Linked DNA regions of Mus musculus: all the other regions are linked to region 1. The links are chromatin contacts, called in public HiChIP or PLAC-seq and promoter capture Hi-C maps. All regions are on one chromosome and are shown on one strand. Each heading gives the region's core, a stretch centred on a gene start, on an enhancer-like site or on the middle of the called end of the contact. The rest is flanking DNA. Distances are from core to core; before and after follow the strand shown. Region 1 holds the start of Gmpr2 (guanosine monophosphate reductase 2). Region 2 holds the start of 1700123O20Rik (RIKEN cDNA 1700123O20 gene). Region 3 holds the start of Cebpe (CCAAT/enhancer binding protein (C/EBP), epsilon).

Region 1 (2,954 bases), core at 264-2,763:
GACCTGCTGGGCAGTGGTGGCGCACGCCTTTAATCCCAGCACTTGGGATGCAGAGGCAGGCGGATTTCTGAGTCCGAGGCCAGCCTGGTCTACAGAGTGAGTTTCTGGACATCCAGGGCTGCACTGAAAAACCCTGTCTCCAAAAACAAAACAAAACAAACAAAAAGAGTCAAAGACCTATTGCTAATTCATAGATTACCCATGTCTGAAAAACAGTAATCATCAACTTGCCCTCTGACTTCAATCTTTAATTAAAGTTTTTTTTGGAAGGAATGTAGAAAAAAAGGCTAATAGTTGACGTGTCCAGTAACTGAAGATAGACTGAACACAGCAATGAAAAGGTCAGATTAATGCCAGGCCTCCTCATTATTATCATTTTTGTGTCTCTGTCTAAATGTACAGCAGAATGGCCTGATGGGTTTAAAACTGAACATCTACGGGAGTTGAAGACAGAGTACCAAGAACCAACGCATCGATAAGTAGCCTAAATTAGCCAAAGAAATGAGGCTAGTTCTTAATGTCCAGTTCCGACAGAAGGTGCCTAGTACCACTCCGAGCTTAGCTACTGTAAGACGGGTGAGACACTAACCTTGGCTCGTAGTCTAGCTACTGAAAGGCCCTCACTTTCATCAGACTCTAATCAGTGCTGTGCTCTGGAGGGAGCCTGTGTTAGGGCCTGAGAGAAGTATACAATCTAGGCATGAAGAACAGGGGACAAAGCTTTCCCAAAAAATTCTGGAGTGAGGAGCCAAGCTGCTGCCAGGCCTTCTCTATGACTGCAAGGGCTTGAATACAGTGAGACCAGGACAAACGCTGCCTCCTTCTGGGTCTGAATACAGACTGGCAAGAAAGTAGGACAGGCTTCCTTGTAAGACCCGAAGTCTTCAGGCTGGATCGGCCTCCAGAGCTCAAAGCCTCCCGGGGTCCCCCTAGTTCCCATCAAGCCTCGCGCAGGGCCCCGAGGGTGTCAGCCCTCCAAGTTCAGGAAAGGCATGGTTTTCCTTCCCGCCTCTCCCTTAAGGCGCAGCGGCCAACCCTGCACCGAGTCTTGGAAAGTCTGGAAACGCTCCCACCTTCACTTTAATTAGCATCTTCTTCCCAGGTTGGGGTTGCAGGCGGCTAGAGTGCTGCTTCTCCCGCTGTGGTCGCTGCTGCCGCTGCCGCTTCCCAGCACTCCACGGCAAGGAACACTTCTGCTTCCGGGTCACTCTCTGGACCCACCCTCTCCTCTTTCCACCGGGTTCCCGAAACGCTCAGGAGTGCCCTCGTGTTCTGTGTCAGTGGGGTTGTAAAGAGAAAGGCAAGTCGGCTAGGAACAGCCAGACGGCGCCCTGAGACCCCGCGCGTGGCCACCGAACTGGTGTTAGCGGCGAGCTGGAACGGAACAAACTACTTGTCCCATCATGCCTGGAGGCAGCTCTGTCCTTTGCATCCTAGGAGTTGTAGTTCTTCTGCCGCTCGCACTCAACGGCAGCTTGAGTGTGTGGACTCTGTTACCCAGAAGGCCTTGCACAGCGCCCGAAGCTAGAATTCCTTGGGTAGTCGAGTTTGCAATTAGCGGAACTCGTTCGAGTGGCCCTGAAGGCTCATCGAGGCTGCACGCGGCTAGTTGCTAAGCAAAAGAATCTTTGGTCAACTGCCACCTGAGTCAAAGCAACAGGAAGTGAGTACCGCTATGCCGGAAGCTGGTTAAAATCTCTTTTCTCATCCCTAAGTTAGCTTCTTACTCTAAGTTGCCCTTTGCAGGGGCGAAAAAAGGGAGAGTAACTAGGTAAGGAAGCACCTTCAGGAACCATAATCTCTTCCCAATTCTCCCTAAAAATCATACCTGGGATTGAAGCATTAGGATAATCCAGACACTGGATGGTCCCAGGGAGACTTGAAGAACCACACCCTGATCTGACTTTACACAGTTTAAGCGTGAGAGGCGAACTTTGTTACTTCCCAGTCTTACAGCCTCATTTTTTTTTAAATCTAACTCCAGCTTTGCATCATGCCTCATATTGATAATGATGTGAAACTTGACTTCAAGGATGTCCTGTTGAGGCCCAAACGCAGCACTCTTAAGTCTCGAAGTGAGGTGAGCCAGTTGTCTTCCTTGGTTTTTATTTATTTATTTATTTTTACCTCAAGCTTCTAATGGACCAGGTCCAAGAAAGCTGTCAGGTTCGAGAACGATACATATTTTCTGAATGAATGAAATCTTAATGTCCTCTTAATGTCTGCAGGTAGAGCTCACAAGATCATTTTCGTTCCGGAACTCAAAGCAGATGTACAGTGGCATCCCTGTCATTGCTGCCAATATGGATACCGTGGGCACTTTTGAAATGGCTAGGGTTCTCTGTAAGGTGAGATTAACCTTATGCCCCCTACCAGATCTTCTCCCAGCTAGCGGCTACAGAGGAATTGCATCTGTATTCCCAGTCTCTGGCAATTAACAGAATGTTGTGTTTACTATTTTTTTTTCCATTACTAAGAACCATTTGATCAGTTCAAAGATCTGTCTGAACTAGTGAGATTCAAATTTAGATCTGTTTCATCTTTTTTATTATAATCTCCCATAAATTATATACTTTACCAAATTCTTCCAGTGCCCACCCAGGTCAACCCAAGCACATGCATTTCTTCAGTCAGTCATTGTTTGAACATTAAGCAGTCACTGTTTAGTCCAGAAATTAAATACTGTTTTGAGTATTTAAAAATTTTCAACCTGGGATATTACAGAAAAAAGGAGTTTATTAGTTTTCTTGTATGCCTACTATTATTTTAATTTTTCACTTCTTTAAGGTTCTTTTAGGTTCCTGGGAGTTTCTGAGATCTATCCCAAATGGAAGTTTTGTTCTTAAATACAGATTGTTCCCTTTGAAAATGGAAGACACTGCTCCTGACAGTAATATCACTTGCCTCTATGCATGTAGTTGAGAAGGTAGATAGTTGCCTGGGCACTTTTGAGA
Region 2 (2,954 bases), core at 300-2,799, 990 kb before region 1:
AATTGAGGTTGATTAGAATTCAACTGTCTGAGGGCTGGAGAGATGGCTCAATGGTTAAGAGGCCTGGCTGCTTTTATAGAGGACCCAGGTTCAATTCTGCACCCATATGGTGGCTCACGGCTGTCTGTAACTCCAGTTCCAGAGGATTTGACATCCTCTTCTGGCCTCTGTGGGGACCCTTTGGGAGGCAAATCACCCATACACATAAAATAAAAATAAACCTTAAAAAAAAAAAAAAGACATCAACTGTCTAGTGTGAGATCACTTGCAATAAAAATAGTTTAAGAAAATACTGCTTCTGATGACAAGGAAAACAACACCATGTCTTCCCATTTACTTACTATAGTCTCCAAATAGCCCATTCTATCTAAACAAACCTTTTCTCTTACCTGTGAATTTGGCTGGAATGCAGCATGGGGTGTTGAGTGTTTTTGTAAATTTTCTAGCATTAGAGCCTGGTATAAAGAAGAGCAAAAATCAGAAACCGGGAGGGGGAACAAAAACGCAATCCAGGTCTCTACCTCTCCCACAGCCTTCTCATTCAATTACTTAAATATACATTTATACTATATTCCTTTCACCGAGACTAAAAGCCCTTTATTAATACTGTTCTCATTCATCTTCATAAGTCTCTTAAAGGTAGCCATGGTTACTGCTCCCAAATGTAAAACACAGGCACACAAAGAATCAGTGACCTGGCTATGTCACAAAAATCAGCAAAAATGACAGAATCGGAACTAGAATCTCTATTATTGTCTGCAATTTTGACTAGGAGCCACTTCTAAATCCGGTAATACAGGCAAAAAAAAAATTCCAAGTACTCAGAACAAGTTTCAAATCACATAAAACCAACAAGAGGCTAATTTGGATTTGACTATTATTTGATTAGTTTTTCAGAACTACAACTACTTAACTGAACTTGCACAACTTCCAGCAGTGTAACACCCGGACAAATAAAATGTATTAAAAATTTCACAGGGAAACTAACCACAGACCTTGTAACCAGTGGTCTGACCTAATCCACACCCACCCACAAACTGTCAGCTTCGGGATAAGCAACGGTCTGTCAACTCAAACCCTGAACTGACCCAGAGTCCCCATCAGTATTACGAGTCACGTATGCTAATGAACTCTAATAACACTAGTTCAGCTCACCTTCTTTCCCTCCATTTACACCAAAGCGATACACAGTATGTGTACCTCCCGACAAGCTCACCCTCACTACTCAAACCGACACAAAATCCCCAGCCTAAAGTAATCTGTCTCACCTCTCGTACCAATAGCCACCAAATACTTATCCAGACTGCTGCTCGATTCCCTATAAATTAGACAGCCGTCTCTGACCAAGTCTTTCTATCAAGGTTTCCTTTCACTTAATCTAGTCGAGCGGACATTTTTTACCCTATCACAAATGTCCTATTGCAGACATAGACAGCAACCCCATCCGCCCAACTGTATCCCTAACTCGGACCCAGCCCTGCTCGCCCCCTTAAGGCCAGCCACACCGGTGGTTGTAGAGGGATTTAACTCCTTCTGCAGCGCATGCGCCGACAACACAGACACAAACAAGGAGGGGGTGGGGGAAGAAGGAAGGAGCTTAAGACACTCCGGGAGAGTAGCGCGCACCCTCCCATTTTGGGCTCGCGCCGCTGCCGTTAAGGCGGGAACCGGCGTTATCTCTATCCCAGCGCCAGCCACACCAACCACCGTGCGCGTGGATCTGCAGGCTCGCGCTGGCGGCCTGAGAGAGCTCGCGCCGAGCCCGGACACTGCGCCTGCGCCGCGGCGGAGACTCGTCTCTACCGGGTCCGCTCCCCTCCGACACCTCGGCAACGCTGACTTCTCACCCCTTTGAGCCGCTTGACCAGGGCACTCTTCTGCCCGCTCTTGGCTAGGCCTCGCTGCTCCAGTGCGGCCTTCAGGTCGGTCACCCGCAGAGCCTGAAGAGGCTTCCCGTCCAGAGTCACCTCCTCCAGCTCCGCCATCTTGCGTGAGGTACTCGGGTCCGTCCCGACGGCTTCGGGCATCTTCGGTAATTTCCGCCAACGCCCTTCGAACGGACCGGATTGGCCCCGCCCACTGCCATAGTCTACCCCTCTATTACCGCTCAGAATTCCCCGGGTTTCTCCGGAGCTGTTCGGTCGTTTCCGTCCCCACATCGGTACCAATCGGCTTTTTCCATCTACCTAGCGGCTGGCCCCTCCCATCTGGCTTTCAGGCTCGTTTGTTTTCGGCTTGCCGGGGCTTTGAATCGAATCTCTTCGGAAGCCCTCGAATCTGGCATACCCATAATCGGAGATATTCGGCTATCTCCGGACCTGGGGGCCGGGGCGCTGGGGCACTTGGGTATTTGGGGCTGGTTCCGGACCGGAAGTGCGTGGGTTACTGGGGGCTGGCTCTGCTTCGGGTTTTCAGGAAACATGGAAGAGGCTCGGAGAGTTGGAGCAGGAGCTGAAGGACTCTTGTGATCTCTGGGCGTCTTCCAAGGGGAAAAGGAAGGTAAGAGGAAAAGAAGTCTCTCCTAGGCCAGATGAGACTTGGTGTCTGCAGGTTTTTGGGGACCCCTCCTGCTTCCATCTTCTATATCCCGGCCATTCTGTGTAAGAAATACTTTGTCCTGTGGGGCTAAGGAATGAGAGACCTGCGGCTTCCTACGTGGGAAAAAGAAAAATCAGGTCTTTTGAGTTTATTAATGACAATAACCATGGAAGCCATGTAGCAAGACCCTGGGTTAAAAATTACCTTTCTCTGAAAAAGAGAAGTTTTAGGAGAAACTTCTCCCTGTAGAGCCACTTTGAAACTGGCAGTCACCCTGAACCGGGACTTAGAACTTACGTTTAGGGATTCTATTCTTTGTCGATACAAATCTTCCAACTTGAAGAGGTAGGAACAGCAGTAGTAATTACGGTCATAGAGAGGTGAAGGTTTTCGTTGTTGGAGAAACAAACTGTAGG
Region 3 (2,954 bases), core at 311-2,810, 960 kb before region 1:
TAGCTCCTGAGTGAGCTGGTCTACGCGGTTGCGCAGACGCTCGTTTTCAGCCATGTACTCCAGGACCTTCTGCTGAGTCTCCATAATGCGCCTCTTGGCCTTGTCCCGGCTCTTGCGCACCGCGATGTTGTTACGTTCACGTCGCAGTCGGTACTCCAGGCTATCTTTGTTCACTGCCTTCTTGCCCTTGTGTGAGGGGCCAGCAGGGGAGGGTGCCTTGAGAAGGGGACTGCAGGGAGGGGCAGCAGCTGCCACAGGGGCCTGGAGGGTAAGGGGGACAGAGAGGTGAGGGTCCACCAGGAGGCAGAGTGAAGGCTAAGCAGGAAACCCAGCAGGGAGAGCATATGTGAGGCCTCAAAGGGATACAGGACTCCCAGAGAGCTCCGATCTCCCAGGCATCCATCTCCCTGTCTCTGTGAAGGACCGTAACCCAGATACATATGGTCCTTGGTCTGAGACCAAAGCTTTCTATCATGCTCTCATTATTCCCTTCCCTTTGGTTTGTCTGTAATAAGTCTCCCGTTCTAAAATTCTAGTCAGCCATGTTTCCTCATCCAAAAGCAGGCAGCAGAGAAGCAAGAGGTATAGTGCACAGCAGGAAACCTGGTCCTGCCTGAGATCAGGGCAGAGCAGCTATTACAAGTGTCTTCAGGACACAGCCGAGTTCTAAGAAATAAATTCACAGAGTTGGGAAACAGGACCTTGGGGTAGGGCATGTTCACAGAGGAGCACCAAACATAGACTTGTTAGGGAAGCCCAGTAGTCAGAATTCCCTCAACCACCCACCTTGCTCCACCCTGGGGGGAAGAAGCGGGGAGAGCTACCTTGGTCTTACCTTGAGGACACGCAAGGGCTGGCCAGGTGCTGCCAGGGTCGGGGGGAGGTGCACGGCTGTCTGCCCGCAGTGTGCCACTTGGTACTGCAGGGGATTGTAGCTGCCTCGACTGGTGCCTCGGTTGCCCTCTGGCCCACGAGGCTCCTCCTTCACCGCCACAGCCCTGGGGTCGTAGCTCCCTGGGTTGCTGTAGATGCCAGGCCCCAAAGCCTTCCTATCTGGGCCAAATGTGTGTGAGGGATAGGCGAATGGCCGAGGGTCAGCCGGCAGGTAGTGAGGAAACGAGGGGGCTCCTGGGCCCTTAAGGCTTCGGGCTTCAGGCGTTGGCTTCATGGCAAAGAGGTCAGAAAGTAGCTGTTCTTCCCCAGACTCGATGTAGGCGGAGAGGTCGATGGAGGCCTCATGCTCACACATGTCCCCCAGCTCCCCGGGCCCAGCTCGACCCCCTGAGAACTCAAGTGGCTGCTGGCCACCCCGAGGCTCGCACTCATAGTAGGTCCCGTGGGACATGGCCGGCCCGCCCCCTTGGCTCCCCGCCCCTGGGTCCTGTGCTGGGGGCGCCCGCCCGTTGGGATGCTCAGCCTGCCCTTTCTTGGATCTCCCCCGGTCCTAGATTTGCCCTAGGTTTGCCCTCTCTGGTCTTCTCCGTCACCAACTCCTACGTGGCTTCTCTCCTCCTCTGCTTCCCTTTCCTTCTGTAGTCAGTACCTCTTCCTTTCTTCCCTTTTCCTCTCTCTCCTTGGGGTGACTAAGGGAGGGGCAGGGCACACCCCGGAGGGAGGGGTGCTTAGCAGTTAGGGCGCTCTTTGCGAAGGCCCCAGCCACAGTCCAGAAGTTGCTGTTTGAGAAAATGGCCCTTTTTGCCCTGCGAGTTCAAGGGATTCTAATCCCTTGCCCAGAGTAGCTTCTCTGAATATCTGTCTTCCTCCGATTTCCAAAGAGACCTGTGCAGAGTGAGGTGTCAAGCCAGAGCCAATAGACAAAGCATTCCCCCAGTGCCAACTTGGTCTAAACTCCTCCCTTGATGCATCTTCCTCCCTGTCCCGTCCCCCCCCCTCCCCGCCCCCACCCCCAAGTCCTGAACTCCACCTACCCCGGGGTAAGTCAGTTCCTTCTGTAGCCCCACCTCCCAAGACATTTTTCTCTGTGTAGACCATCATTGTTTGAAGGGTTTGGGAAGTAGTAGTAGATTCTAGGACCAAGCTACCCCTGGCCCTAGTACAGGGTATGCCCATTTGCTAGTTTTGAGACAGGGTCTCACGATGTAGCTCAGGCTGGCCTTGAACTCACAGAGTTCTGCCTGCCTTTGCCTCCAGAGGGCCCCTATTAAGGTTCTTCGGTTAGGTCTTTGCACAGGGCTTGTGTGCATGTCTCCAGATCTGGCTATGGCTAGCAGCCTGGCACAGTCCGGGGCTGCCAGGACATAGCTGAGGTTTCTGGTCAAGACATGGGTCCTGTACCTCAGGCCCAGGCAAGCTGCAGCCTCAGAACCAACAGAAAGGATCTGCTGGAGGTCCCAGTTGCTCCACCCTAAAAGCTGTTCTGGCTGACCCCACCCGCGCTGGCCTGAGGCTCTGCCTCCTATTTCCTGTGCCCTGAGCTGCATGCAGGCCCTTGTTTTCTGACCTGTGCGTGTCTCTCGGGTCCACTTCCTCTTGTAGGCTTGAGAAGTCTTCTCTCTTGTCCTCACCTCTTCCTGGGGCTGTTTCGGGGTCCGAAGGAGAAGCTGGTAGCTGCCTGCCCGCCCTTCTTGATCTTCTACTAACCCCCAAAGTTCATTTTTCTGTTTTGTTCGGAACTTCCTGCTCTCTCCAGTTTGGTTGTGGCCCTGCTTCAGACACGGTTCTGGATTTACTGACAAGAAAAGAACACAGAGACATGAGAAGTGTGTCACTTTTCAGTTGTTTGTTTTTTTTTAGGTTGAGCCTCCCTTTTAGCCTAGCCTGGCCTTGAACTCTCATCTTCCTGCTTCATTCTCCACGGAGCTGAGTTGATAGCTGTGCTACCATACCTTCCTGGCTCTTTTATTGCAAACAGATGTTCTAGGGGGAGGGACAGAATTTTTAAAATGAATTTATTTTCATTATTCTAAAGTATGTGAGTGTGTGTGTGTGTTGTG

The links. Promoter capture Hi-C pulls out the DNA fragments that hold promoters and counts their contacts. HiChIP or PLAC-seq counts read pairs in DNA pulled down with a chosen protein or histone mark.
Region 2: a contact with region 1 is called in an H3K27ac HiChIP or PLAC-seq map of extraembryonic endoderm stem cells, with 4 times the contacts expected there. The contact joins the promoter of 1700123O20Rik here to the promoter of Gmpr2 in region 1. A contact is called at or near these places in 1 of 39 promoter capture datasets (liver), 1 of 484 Hi-C or Micro-C datasets (B cells) and 1 of 115 datasets of contacts at active chromatin or transcription factors (extraembryonic endoderm stem cells).
Region 3: a contact with region 1 is called in a promoter capture Hi-C map of embryonic stem cells. The contact joins the promoter of Cebpe here to the promoter of Gmpr2 in region 1. A contact is called at or near these places in 2 of 39 promoter capture datasets (embryonic stem cells and hippocampal neurons) and 1 of 115 datasets of contacts at active chromatin or transcription factors (bone marrow-derived macrophages).

The regions. Positions count from the first base shown.
Region 1 is chr14:55,670,722-55,673,675 of GRCm38.p6, forward strand. It overlaps Gmpr2 (guanosine monophosphate reductase 2), which reads left to right and starts at 1,514. Exons shown (of 10, transcript NM_177992.2): 1 at 1,514-1,663; 2 at 1,985-2,080; 3 at 2,229-2,348. The coding sequence starts at 1,994. It overlaps Nedd8 (neural precursor cell expressed, developmentally down-regulated gene 8), which reads right to left and starts at 1,159. Exons shown (of 4, transcript NM_008683.4): 1 at 1,074-1,159. The coding sequence starts at 1,091.
Region 2 is chr14:54,684,622-54,687,575 of GRCm38.p6, forward strand. 1700123O20Rik (RIKEN cDNA 1700123O20 gene) reads left to right here and starts at 1,550. Exons shown (of 2, transcript NM_021437.2): 1 at 1,550-2,499. It overlaps Acin1 (apoptotic chromatin condensation inducer 1), which reads right to left and starts at 2,310. Exons shown (of 19, transcript NM_023190.3): 1 at 1,848-2,310; 2 at 390-455. The coding sequence starts at 2,159.
Region 3 is chr14:54,710,614-54,713,567 of GRCm38.p6, forward strand. Cebpe (CCAAT/enhancer binding protein (C/EBP), epsilon) reads right to left here and starts at 1,561. Exons shown (of 2, transcript NM_207131.1): 1 at 836-1,561; 2 at 1-261. The coding sequence starts at 1,345.